Regions from separate parts of the Sus scrofa genome. Here regions 1 and 2 are each linked to region 3. A link is a contact called in public Hi-C and HiChIP or PLAC-seq data. All regions are on one chromosome and are shown on one strand. The core of a region is the stretch at or near the end of the contact, and the rest is flanking DNA. Distances in the headings are between cores, read along the strand shown.

The links. Hi-C and Micro-C count contacts between places; a contact is called where the count stands out from the background. HiChIP or PLAC-seq counts read pairs in DNA pulled down with a chosen protein or histone mark.
Region 1: a contact with region 3 is called in an H3K27ac HiChIP or PLAC-seq map of alveolar macrophages. The contact joins the promoter of GALNTL5 here to the enhancer-like site in region 3. A contact is called at or near these places in 1 of 5 promoter capture datasets (liver), 11 of 47 Hi-C or Micro-C datasets (embryonic fibroblasts, epiblast stem cells, heart right ventricle and 5 more) and 1 of 2 datasets of contacts at active chromatin or transcription factors (alveolar macrophages).
Region 2: a Hi-C map of liver shows a contact between it and region 3, with 8 times the contacts expected there. The contact joins two enhancer-like sites. A contact is called at or near these places in 7 of 47 Hi-C or Micro-C datasets (epiblast stem cells, liver, mesenteric adipose tissue and 1 more) and 1 of 2 datasets of contacts at active chromatin or transcription factors (alveolar macrophages).

What each region holds. Positions count from the first base shown.
Region 1 is chr18:5,473,135-5,477,110 of Sscrofa11.1, reverse strand. GALNTL5 (inactive polypeptide N-acetylgalactosaminyltransferase-like protein 5) reads left to right here and starts at 2,147. Exons shown (of 11, transcript XM_021078626.1): 1 at 2,147-2,714. It overlaps PRKAG2 (5'-AMP-activated protein kinase subunit gamma-2), which reads right to left and starts at 2,029. Exons shown (of 16, transcript XM_021078611.1): 1 at 1,067-2,029. The coding sequence starts at 1,183.
Region 2 is chr18:5,452,900-5,456,885 of Sscrofa11.1, reverse strand. The region is part of intron 1 of GALNTL5 (inactive polypeptide N-acetylgalactosaminyltransferase-like protein 5); the gene reads left to right. Among named protein-coding and RNA genes, the nearest start is that of GALNTL5, 20 kb to the left of the region's middle. Within about 2 kb of position 2,220, at least 7 of the 83 cell types and tissues checked have an H3K27ac peak or open chromatin away from gene starts, as enhancers often do. A contact at or near this core is called in liver, mesenteric adipose tissue and retroperitoneal adipose tissue, where this site is marked.
Region 3 is chr18:5,537,847-5,541,407 of Sscrofa11.1, reverse strand. The region is part of intron 1 of PRKAG2 (5'-AMP-activated protein kinase subunit gamma-2); the gene reads right to left. Among named protein-coding and RNA genes, the nearest start is that of PRKAG2, 65 kb to the right of the region's middle. Within about 2 kb of position 1,752, at least 18 of the 83 cell types and tissues checked have an H3K27ac peak or open chromatin away from gene starts, as enhancers often do. A contact at or near this core is called in alveolar macrophages, liver, mesenteric adipose tissue and 1 more, where this site is marked.

The DNA.
Region 1 (3,976 bases), core at 898-3,397, 65 kb after region 3:
GAGCTGGGTCAACAAACACGAACGAAGTGCCTAAGAGGGTTCACAGCAGAAAGTGGGAAAGTGTTCCGGAGCCAGTCCCCCACCCTGGGTCCGCCCGCTGCTGTCGGAGGGTGGGACGCGTGGCACACTTCCACCTGGTGCCCAGGACCCGTGATCAATAGAGGACAAAATTAGGTTCTCCACGGAGCTTTCGTGTGTGTGTGTGTGTGTGTGTGTGCACGCGCGCGCGCGCTGGGGGTGTGACCTGGTTAGGTGTTTCCCCAGGGCTGCGCAGCGAGCACCCCAGCACCGGAAGGCGAGGAAAGGTTGGGGGCTGCCGGCTGGCAAGGCGCAGGATGGGCATACGCGACCCTGCCCGCCTCTCCCTCCAGCTGGACAAAGTCAAGCTGCACGCAGACCAACAGATCGATGTCGCCAAAGTCCGGGCCGGGCTGCCCGCATGGCCAGGGCTGCAGTTCGTGAAGGCCCTGTACACCTTAGGGAGCCCCGAGCCCCCAAATGCCTGAAATGTACTCCCAGGGTCAAGCAAAGGGATTCGCTGCAGAGGGGCCTCCCGCTCCGGGCGGAGAGACACGGGAGGGAAACTGGGGGGGGGGCTCCATTTGAGGGCGCGGCTACACAGCCACCGCCCCCACCGCCCATGTCCCCACCCACTGCCCCCCTCCCCCTGTCCCTGGCTGCAGCGCGCGACTCCACCTCCCCTCCCCGGAGCGCAGTCCACACCGTCCTTTTTCAACAAAACAACACTGCACCGCCCCACCCCCCGCACCCGTACCCGGCGGGACCGCGGGCAACGCCCAGCCCGCCACCGGCCGCGCCCCCCGCCCTGCGCCCCGCGGCCCCCGCCCCCACTCCGGCCGTAGACAGTCGCCGAGCCCTCTAGGCACGCGGGTGGGGGAGAGATGGAGCCCCGGCACGGCGGCCCAGCGCCTCCACCCTTCCCCTAGCCGCCCCAAGTGACAGGAGGGGCACGCACAGCGCGCGCGGGCGGCGCATTAACCGCTTCCGCGCTGGGTCGGCGGCGACGCGAGGGTGGGGAGCAGGGGACTTTGGGGCTGGGACTCACCGGAATGTGCACTCGCAGCGAACGCCTCTTCTGGCTGGTATTTTTCTTGCTGCTGCTCCCGCCGCCGGGGCTGGAAACATCTTTCTTCTTCTTGGTGTCCATGGCCGCGCTTCCCATAACTTTAACCAGAAGTTAATTCCGGGTGACTCGTTGCTGAAATTCAGTCCTCTCCTTCCCAGCCTGGCTCCTGCCGTCGCCCTCGAGCCACGCGCTCTGTATCACTGCTCTTCCACCCTGAAGACACCGCGTGGGGACTTCCGCGGGAAGGGAAGGTGGTGCAGGTATCTCGGGCCGCCGCCACGCAGCGGGGGTGGCTATCGGCGGGAGCGCTGAGTTCACGTGTCCTCTTCCTCCTACGAGCTCATCGGATGCAAAATCAAAGCCAAAGGCTGTCCTGGTTCTGGGCTCTCGCCGGGTTACGCGTGGCGGAGGTCTCCCGCTGGGTGACAAAGTTTTCTTCCTTTTGCAAAGCGAAGCAACATTTTCCACCCTTTCGGCTCCTCCCACCGATTCCCAGAGGTGCTCTCAAAGGCAGGTGCAATTTAAAAACGGTAATCTGGAAAGCAGCCCTCCTCTGCCTGTGCCTGGCTGGAAAATCTGGCGAAGAGTGAGATGGTTTGTATATTCATATAATCCTCGGCCGCAGAATAAACCAGCCCCAGCCTGGAACTAGGTCCGTCCTCCTTTCTGGGCGAGAGGGAGGGAGGGAGGAGGGGAAGAGGAGGTGCAAACGCCAATACTCCTCGCAATTGGGCTCCCGCGCCGCCGCGAGCCGGAGTTCTGGAGGCCGCCCAGCTGGTCTGAGGGCGCGCGGGAGCCCCGTGGGGAGCCGAAGACAGGCGCCCGCTCTGTCCCCCCGCCGCGCCGCGGCCCCGGGGCCTGAGCGGTCAGAGAAGGGCCTGGCCTGGCACCGACGTAGGCTGGCGGAGCGCGGGGCGGTGGACGGCGGCGTGCATCGAACAGGAAGTGCACAGCCGGCCGCGCCGCTCTCCCGCTCCCCCCGCCGCCCCCGGGCCGCTGCGCGCCGTCGCCTGCCCCGCGGGCCGGGGCTCCCCTCCCTTGCGGCCGCGGCGGCGCGGGACTGGCTCGGAGGTGGTTGGGCCCCATCTGGTCCCCGGGTGTCTGTTTCTGCCTCACCCCCTGAAACACGCACGCGCGCACTGTGCTCCGCAGACCCCGCAGCGGCGGAAGCGCGGGTCTCGGCGGGATGAGCGCTGACCCGCGCGTGCTTCTCGGAAAACCTTGGCCCCCGGGGGCCCGCCCCGCCGGCGCGCGGACTTGAATGCGTGCTGGGAGCGGTCCGTGTCGCCGGCGGAGTGCGGGTTTTAACCCCACCGCCCCGTACCCCTCCCCGGCCGGCTTTTTTCACCAAGGGATCCGCGTTAAGCGCCGGGCGCGGAGTCAGCAACCCGCGCCGCCACGGGAAACACGGAGTTTCTAAGACTGAGAACCAAGTGGTGGGGGAGGGGCTGGAAACCCCGGGCGAGCCCCCACGTGCTGCCACCCGCTTAGCCGCCGAGTTGCCGGGGCCCCGCGGGGCGAGGCACCTCCCCGAGCCCAGGGCCCGTGGGGCGTTCTCCGGTGTCGCTGTGGCCTCCTTGGGCGGGTCCCAGGATGGGGCAACCCTGGCCCCCGGCTGGAAATCAAGGTGAGTGCTCTGTCGGGAGTCGCCTCCCTTCCTCCTCTAGGTTCTGAGGATAGGGTGACCCCCCCAAATCACTTGGGCGCCCTGAATGCTGATGTCAGCTCTGCTGCTGCCCATAATCAGTGATGCGGGGTGGCCACCCGAGAAAGAACGGGACACAGGTCGCTTTGGGAACGCCATGGGGGCGGTGAGAGGCTGGTCTTTGCCCCGGTCCAGTTGCGGGGATTCTCGAGTTCTCTCCTCCCGGGAGGAGGGGTGAGCCCCCTTCTGGCACGCTCCTTAGGCAGTGCCCCCTCCCAGCCAGAAGGAACCCTGGCTCAGCCATCATTCAGGTTTCCCTTTCTCACCGAGTCCCATCCGCTTGTGTACAGTTCCCTACAGTCTGGGTGGTGCCGTGGTTCAGAAGTCGGGGGGCGGGGGGGTTCTGGTGGGTTTGTCTTCCTTCTCCTCCCGGCTCCCCAGTCCACAGTGGAGCCAAACCGAAGCCCCTCCTTGTCCTGGAGCAGTGCTTTCTGGACTGAAAGTTGCGATGCTCTGGAGGAGCACACACAGGTGTGGAATTTCTCGCCTTGACCTTTTTCTGAATGGCTGCCTGCATTTCAGACTTCAGGGCAACCCCATTATTGCAGGAAATGCTGGAAACACTGGTTAGAGGTGGGGAAGAGTGGCTCTTCAGTCTATGTGATGGGGTTTAAAGGCCACCCTTTCCCACCCAAAGTGACTCTCCACTGTCATTTACATTTCATCTTTTCCGCTTAATATTTTAATCCTGTCACAATGATAATTTGCCAAAGCATGCAAATCACTCCATTTGCTGACAACTGCTTTGGGAAGGAGAGACAGAGAACTAGGAGGGGAAGTCAGGAGAGCCACGGGGAGGGCCCTCCTGGGACGGATTCAAAATGAGGAAGCCACTGTGTTATTTCTCATACTGGATTTCCTGAGGCCTGTCACGGTTCATGGGCCCTGTCTAGTGATGCTTAGAATATGTCCTTTGCCTGTTGATTTCAGAAAATATGCCTGATCATTCATTAATAGCATTCATTTGCTCTCTGAGTTTGAGTGCAGGCTTTACTGCCTGGGAATCCTAAATTAAAACATGTGACCATATTGCTTGCATTTTAAGAGTCCCTCTTCTGTTTGGTTTGGGTTTGGGTTGTGGTTGTTTTATTTATTTATTTATTTATTTATTTTGGCTCCCCATTTTTTTTTCTGAAATCTGGGTATTTCTTATAGATGATGTCAGAAGCAGCTCAGCAGCTATT
Region 2 (3,986 bases), core at 971-3,470, 85 kb after region 3:
CTGGTAGGCCCCTGTCATAAGCCACCCTCAGTAGCAAATTCTCCCCATTTCTTCCCTTGGCCCCAGCCAAGAAGATGAAAAGTGGTTTACACCGAGGGTCGTAATTCCTATCAGCCTGAAAGTGTTTCTCATGCATGTACTGTCTTGAAAGAAAAGCTTTTGTGGGGGGAGGAAACAAAAGACGTGACGATCAATGGCTGGTGACTGGGCCATCAGTCCCATTTCTAGTAGCGCCATGGTAATTGTGCATTGCCATGGCAACCACTCCAGCTAAGCGAAGTCCATCAGAGGCAGACATGCTGTATGCACTTTTCTTTTTTTTTTTTTTTTTTTTGTCTTTTTAGGGCCACATCCGCGGCATATGGAGGTTCCCAGGCTAGGGGTCGAATCAAGAGTTGCAGCTGCTGGCCACAGCCACAGCCACTCGGGATCTGAGCCGCATCTGTGACCTGCACCACAGCTCATGGCAGTGCCAGATCCTTAACCCACTGGGCGAGGTCCGGGATCGAACCCTCGTCCTTATGGATACTAGTCAGGTTCGTTAACTGCTGAGTCATGACAGGAACTCCTGTATGGACTTTTCAACCCCAGCCCCAGATGTTGAAACCACAGGTTTTGGTGTCAGGATCCCAAGTAGAAGGCCACAGCGCCCCCTTCAGGAATGGGAGGGCACGGGGCGCACTCGCGCGCCTGCTCAAAAACCTAAACGCAGCCTGGATTGCATCACTGCATCCCTCGCTTCCGCCCGTCCTGTCTTCTCTCCCTACTTCCCCACGTCCACACCACTTGTTTTTGCCAAATCCGATTACTCATAATTCTCAAAATGCACTGGGGAGAACAGCATGTAGGCAAGAAACGGGAATGAAACAGCATGGAATGTTCTGGAAACTGCAGCAGGTTTGGTTTGGACCGTAGAGACCTCAGGGTGCAGGCTGCGGAGGAAGGACTTTGAGGGCCTGTTGGCACTGCCCACGCAGCTCTCTTTCCCACCGGGCGAGGTCTGGGGCAAGTTCCTTAACCATCGAAGCCTGCTTTCCTCCTCTGTGGGGCGAGGCCGTAGCACTGCCTTGCACATCTGTGCTGGGAACTATGTGAGGTGAGTGTGTGCAGGTGTCTGGCACAGAAGCAGACAGCAGGTGCTGCGAACACAGTGGAGCTAAGAAATGGCGAGTTGGGTTTTGTCTGATGACTGGTGACCCCCGAGACGAGTTGCTGCCGCTCTCAATCCCATTTTACAGGTGACAAAACTAAGGCACGCATAGGAGGCCGAGCTGGTTTTAAACCCAAGCTCTTAACCACTGTAGTGGTTGTTCTTCCTCCAGCAGAACCGAGCCGGAAAGGAATGGCCTGCAAGATGAAGGCAACATCAGGGACCGCGGGAAAAGAATGGTACCCAGAGAAAAACTGGACCTGGCTTTGCCTCCATTGCAGTGGCTAAGATGCTGAGAAAAGAACTTAAGGGCTCAGCATACTCATCGATAGGACTTCTGTGGCAAGAGTAGCCCCCTCAGCCCGTTCCAAAGCCCAGGCACCCCTCCCTGTGCCAGGGGCTTTGCGAAAAGGCCCATCTATAGCCTCCTGCAGGCTGCAGCGCCTGATAGAGGGCTCCCAACACTGCCCAGTCCTCTGGCGGAGAGAGGCAGGCCGGTCCTGGCGTTGGGACTCAGGGCTGCCCACTCATCCACATCCGACAGAGCAGTGTGTCCAGAAACCCGAGCACAGAGGTCGGGGACCTGGGCTGCAGTGTGAGAATCCTTAGCAGCTACATGGACTGTGGGGGACCAGCTCAGTCAGGGCCCTCCGCCCGGATTTCAGCCAGAGGGAATTTAATACAGAGCATCAAACCCCAGGGTCCCCACAGAGCTGCATGGCTGGAATCCAATGGCAGGAGAGATGGTTTGAGGAGGTGCTACCAGAAGCCCCCACAACAGGGCCATCTGAATCTCGCTCGGCCATCAAAGGAGGGCTGTTCAGTGAGAGTGGAGCCCAGGAGGCCACGGAGCCTCTTCCAAGGACACCCCAGGAGGCAGAGAACCAGAGGGAGAAACATTCTGGCCTCCCCTTGCCTCTAGCCTCTACTCCACCTCCAGCCCAGAGTCCAGGCAGCCTGGGAGAGGTCTCACAGGCCCCACAGGGAGGGCAAGGATGGAGGGAAGCAGTGGTGGCTGAGGGGCACGCCCTTAATCCTACCGGAATAGTTCTGGGTTATCTGGAATAATCTAATTGGAAAGACACTGTCTTGCTGTCCCCATAAACTGTTGACATTTCCTGGACGTTTGAAAAGCTGTCCTTCTTAGGTACCAACATCAGATTTGTCTACTTGCTCAGTGGGACCTGACCCCAAAGTCCAGCTCTAGAGACTTTATCTGAACAAAATCCAGCATTCTTCCCCAAATAAAAAAAAAAAATCCATAGTGAAACAACAAACAAATGTTATTTCCTTAACATGACAAAAAAAAAAAAAATACCTAACAAAATCGTTGGAACAAGAAGTATTCTTACTGAGTTCTGAATGGACCAAGAATTATACATATTGAAAAGGAGACAAGAATTTGATAAAATAATCACCCACCTAGAAAACAAAATTGACAGAAAATGCTTAAAACTAGTAAGATAATTCCCTAAAGTGACTGGAAGATAAATATTCAAAACTTAGGAGTTCTCGTTGTGACTCAGTGGTAATGAACCCAGCTAGGACGCCGGTTCGATCCCTGGCCTTGCTCAGTGGGTTAAGGATCCAGCGTTGCCATGCGCTGGGGTGTAGGTTGGTGGCTACAGCTCCAATTAGACCCCTAACCTGGGAACCTCCATATGCTGCGGGTGTGGCCCTAAAAAGATTTAAAAAAAAAAAAGTAATTCTCTTCTCATATAATCACAATAACAAGCTGAAAAACTAAAGGAAAGAAAGATGTAATTAGGAAAAAATGGACGCACAGCTCGTACATAAAGGAAAGGACAGAGAGTTCCACGGGGGTGCAGCAGGTTAAGGATCTGGCATTGTTACTGCTTCGGCTGCGGTCACTGCTGTGGCACAGGTCCAATCTCTGGCCTGCGGAACTTCCACATGCCGTGGGTGTGGCCGCAAAAGAAAAAAAAAAAAGAAAGAACAAAACCTCAGTGTGAGACTCGAAGAAGTGAGTGAAGGGCAGTCATATATGCGGAAACGAAATAAAGCCATCGTCACCTCCCAGAGGGCTGTGAACGGAATCTCATCCATCACCCTCCCAGAATTTTCAAAAATTGACATGAGTCCTTTTAAAATTCCTCCAGGGAATAATAAATATAGGTTTGGGGGCCCAAACTGTGTCATGTGTCTTTAGCAGATGGTGCATGATTTACACCGTGTGACAGTGAGAGCAACGTGGTAATGGGACCACTGGAGCAGGCAGGTCAGTGAAACTCCAGGCGGTTATTTACATAATTTATGCAGCAAGGTGGTCGGGAAGGTTCCACTGGCTGCAGTCATCAAAGCACCTCCACAGGCTAAAGCTGCTTCTCCAGTTCCTTCCAAGATGAATGATGGGTCTGGGAAGGAAGGCGAGGACAGGAAACATCTGGGTCCCAGGCAGGTGAAAGGGACATCCCGGCAGGAACTCATGCTGTGCTCTTCCTTTAAAATTAAACGGCGGCAGGACCGCTGAAAAGGCATCATCAGCTCTGCACCCTGCCTCTCAGAAGGGTCTGCATTTTGACAAGCCTGCAGCTGCACTGTGGAGAACCGTTGGGGAGTAGGGTCTGCCCCTGAGCCCCAGGCCACCCTCATTGCTTTGCTGGTGTTTTTTGAAGCCTGTCTCTCAGGCATATTCCCAGGCCAGATACTACAGATACTAAGTGGTATTAGGAGACTGAGAAAAAAGCATTTTCAGAAAGAATTTTAAATACACACTTCCCGTAAATTGCCTGTAATATTTCAGATCTGCTCCAGGGAAAGCTGTCATGAAAGCTTTGAGTAATGAGCCACCATCACTTAGATAACTGTTGAGTGC
Region 3 (3,561 bases), core at 503-3,002:
CGTTAATCACACCGCCCCCTGGTGGCCACACCCTGGGGTCAGGCCCAGAGCTGGTGGGACAAACACCCCTCAGCTGCGGCTGCTGCCGAGGTGAGGGAGGGAGGAGCAGGCAGAGCAGCAGGAAGTTTTGGGGCCGTGAAACGACTCTGATACGGAACTCGTGGAGAGACGTCACTACGCATTTGTCAAAACGCGCCTAATGTGCACGACCAAGAGCAAACCCAATGCCTGTTAGTTAATAAAAACGCGGGACCCAAGGCTCATGGACTGTAACAAAGGCACCACGCTCATCGAAGGGGCTGCTGGCGGGGAGGGGAGGGCGGTACGTGGGAGCGCCCTGCACTTTCTCAATTGTCCTGTAAACCCAACACTGCTCCCCCACAGGTCGATTGCTGTGTTTGGAAAAGTAACCGCAGCAAACAGGTCGGCCCACCACCCACCACACTGGGCCTTGACGACCACCTCCTGTGGCTCCCACGGGAGCGAGAAGGGGCCGGCAATCTGCTGAGGGGCTGCCTGGTCCATGGAGGGGCAGGAGCTCGAGTGGTCACTTCACCCATCCATGGCTCTGAGTCCTGCACGGATGCAGGAGAGCAGGCCCACGCCTGGACTCAGGGCTCCGAGGCCGAGGGCGTGAACACACTGGGGTTAGGCAGCAAGAGGGCCCAGGAGGAAGGTCTGCAAACCCCGTGCCCTCTCTCAGGCCAAGCCGGCCAGTGTGGACCCTGCAGCGAGGGCTCAGGCCTTCGTGTTCCAGATGGAAGCAGGTGGCAGCTGGAGTCGTCACCAGGCAGCCTTGGCATGTATGGCCGGAGGGGACAAACCCCAGGGCCCAGCGGGCACAGGGTAACTCGTGGTTCCTGGTCGGGGACTCAGGGCCACAAACCACAGCGCTAAGGAATCCAAACAGGGAATTTGCTAGGTTTTTTGTTTTTGTTGCCAACGAACCCATTCTAGTCAAGGGGGTGGGGGTGGGGGCTCTTATATAAGGAGGGGAGGGAAGAAAAATGCTGGATGTGAGGCCAAAGTCACCAGAAGAGCAGAAACTTCTAGATCAGCTGCCACCACAGCAGGGAGTCAGGTACAAAACACAGGGGTTGTTTGTAGCTTTGCTTTTTCAAAGAAGGGGAAAAAAGCCTGCTGCTCTCATCCCAAGAACTGGGTGAAAGCCGTCATCTCTGAGGAAGCCCTGGTCCCTGGGGCGTCCTCATGGGCACGTTGTGTCCCCAGGCCACCTGTGCCTCCTTTAGGGCCGGGATCGGGCTGGAAGGAAACACCGCCCTGAGCGTGTCCTCACCACTTCCACCCGCTCCGGGCTAGACTGGTTTGGGATCCTTATTTCTCACTGAAAAAGCTCAGAGGATTCCGGGTCAGGTCCTATGAAGGCGCTCCTGACGCCAGAGGACCCCTGGGGATTGGCTGTACCCCGGCGTCACAAGCCCTTTCGTTTTCACTCTCGGTCACTAGGTCCTGGAAGCCTCTGCCCTTCATGCCTACAAGGCCTTGGGGACACGCCCTCTGCTTGCGAAACACGGGCCCAAGCCCCAGGTCCCTGTGCCCAAAGCGAGTGGACGCTGACCTTCCGGGGTTGTCACGGGGAAGCGATCTCAGCCGACCTCCGCCACCAGCCCGTCCCTGGTCCCTGGGGAGGCCCACGAGGAAGGAAAGGAACTCCCACAGGCCGAGGGGGACTTGGAGTTGCGAGCGGGGCGGGGGCTCCCAGAGCTCCCCCTTCGGCTTTGCACACGGCCCTGTTTCCAGGTTCTGACGACACGAAGATCACGTGGGCGGGTCCTCTCTTGCCTGCATCCCAGCCCAGAGCAAAGAGCGGCGCTGGGCAGGGACCTCGTTGGCTGAAATCTGTGGTTCCTCCTGCCTGTGGGAGAAGGTGCAGCTCTCCTTGCCAGCGTCCAGGGCACCCAGGCCACAGTCCAGCCTTACCTCTGCTTCCTCCTGCTTCACTGTGCTGCCTGCAATGGCCCAGGGACACCTCTATCCCGCCCCACCTCCGGGCACTCATGCCTCCAAGCTCAAGGTCACTACACACAGCTCATCTTAAAGGCCATCAGAAATACCTTGATGGAGTGTGACTGTAAGCCAGTGGTTCTCACATGGGTGTGCAAGGACTCCTGGCCAGGGCGAGCAGGTTGGCCTGGCTCCCCTGTGGTTCGAGAGGCACCAGCAGCACCAGACTCGCTGTCCGGCTGGGCTGACCTGCCCTTCTTCTCTTACTGCTCATCTCCTCCTCAGCCTTCAGAACAAGCCCAGGACTCACAGATGCTCAAAGGCTTTTTGTCGAGCCCCCTAGAAACGCCCTCTGACCCCACTGCACTCACAATCAGCCCACTCAAGTACTGTCTCCTTGTGTTTACGTATAGGCTTCGTCGAAGTTGTGAACACTCTGGAGGCTGGAGGCTAGGTCATCTGACTCATTTTTTGTGTGTGGATAAAAAAATAAACTCATGGGATTCAAAAGTCAAAACAAATGGGAGTTCCCGCTGTGGCACAGTGACTATAGCAGCTTGGGGTCGCCCTAGAGGCACAGGTTTAATCCCTGGCCCAGCCTGGCGGGACAAAGGATGTGGCATTGCCACAGCTGCGGCAGAGGTCGCAGCTGAGACTCAGGTTCTGTCCCTGACTCAGGAACGTCCAGAGGGCATGGGTGCGGCCACCAAAAGAAAAACAAAAAAAGTGGTGCACAATTGCAAAGTCGGGCTCTTGCACCTGCGTCCCCATCCATGCCATGCCCTCCAAGGAACCACTTTTACTTGCAGATAGAGTTGGAGTTTCTTCATGCAAGTTTATACATCAAGCCTTGCCCCGCTTTTTAATACAAAGGGCTGCTGGGTTATATAGTCTGCTCCACACGCTGTCCATCACTTCATATGCCCAAGAGATCTTCCCTCCTCCCTCCCTCCCTTTCATCTTTTTAGGGCCGCACCCACAGCATATGGAAGTTCCCAGGCTAGGGGTCCAATCAGAGCGGAGGCTGCCAGCCTACCCCACAGCCACAGCCACGTAGGATCTGAGCCGCATCTGCGACCTACACCACAGTTCACGGCAACCCCGGACCCTTCACCCACTGAGCAAGGCCAGGGATCGAACCTGTGTCCTCATGGATTCTACTTGGGTTCATAACCCCTGAGCCACAACCGGGACTCCCAAGAGATCTTGCAATGTCAGCACAGGGGTTTTTGGGGGTCATCTGCATGGAACACTCTAGTTTCCCCAGCCCCCCGTCAACGGCACGGCCCGATGCGGTGAGAACTCGTCCACCCTCCATGTTTCTAGGACAGTGCGATCGCTGCTCCAAGGGCACCTCGTTCGCGATCTCTGAGCGCTCCTGCCACACGCCTCTTGCTTTCCTAACTGTGGCTTAGGACAGCGTCTGTTTGCCTTGGCATAAACAACGCTGCCAAGCCACTGAACTTCTGCCGGATCGGTGAGAAACGGCACCTGTAACCTGCGGTGTGTGTCTATTCTATTTAACCTTTGGTGCAACATCGAAGGACAGGATACCTGCTTGAGTCAGTGAGACTTTCGAGTTAGGTGATCAGAAGC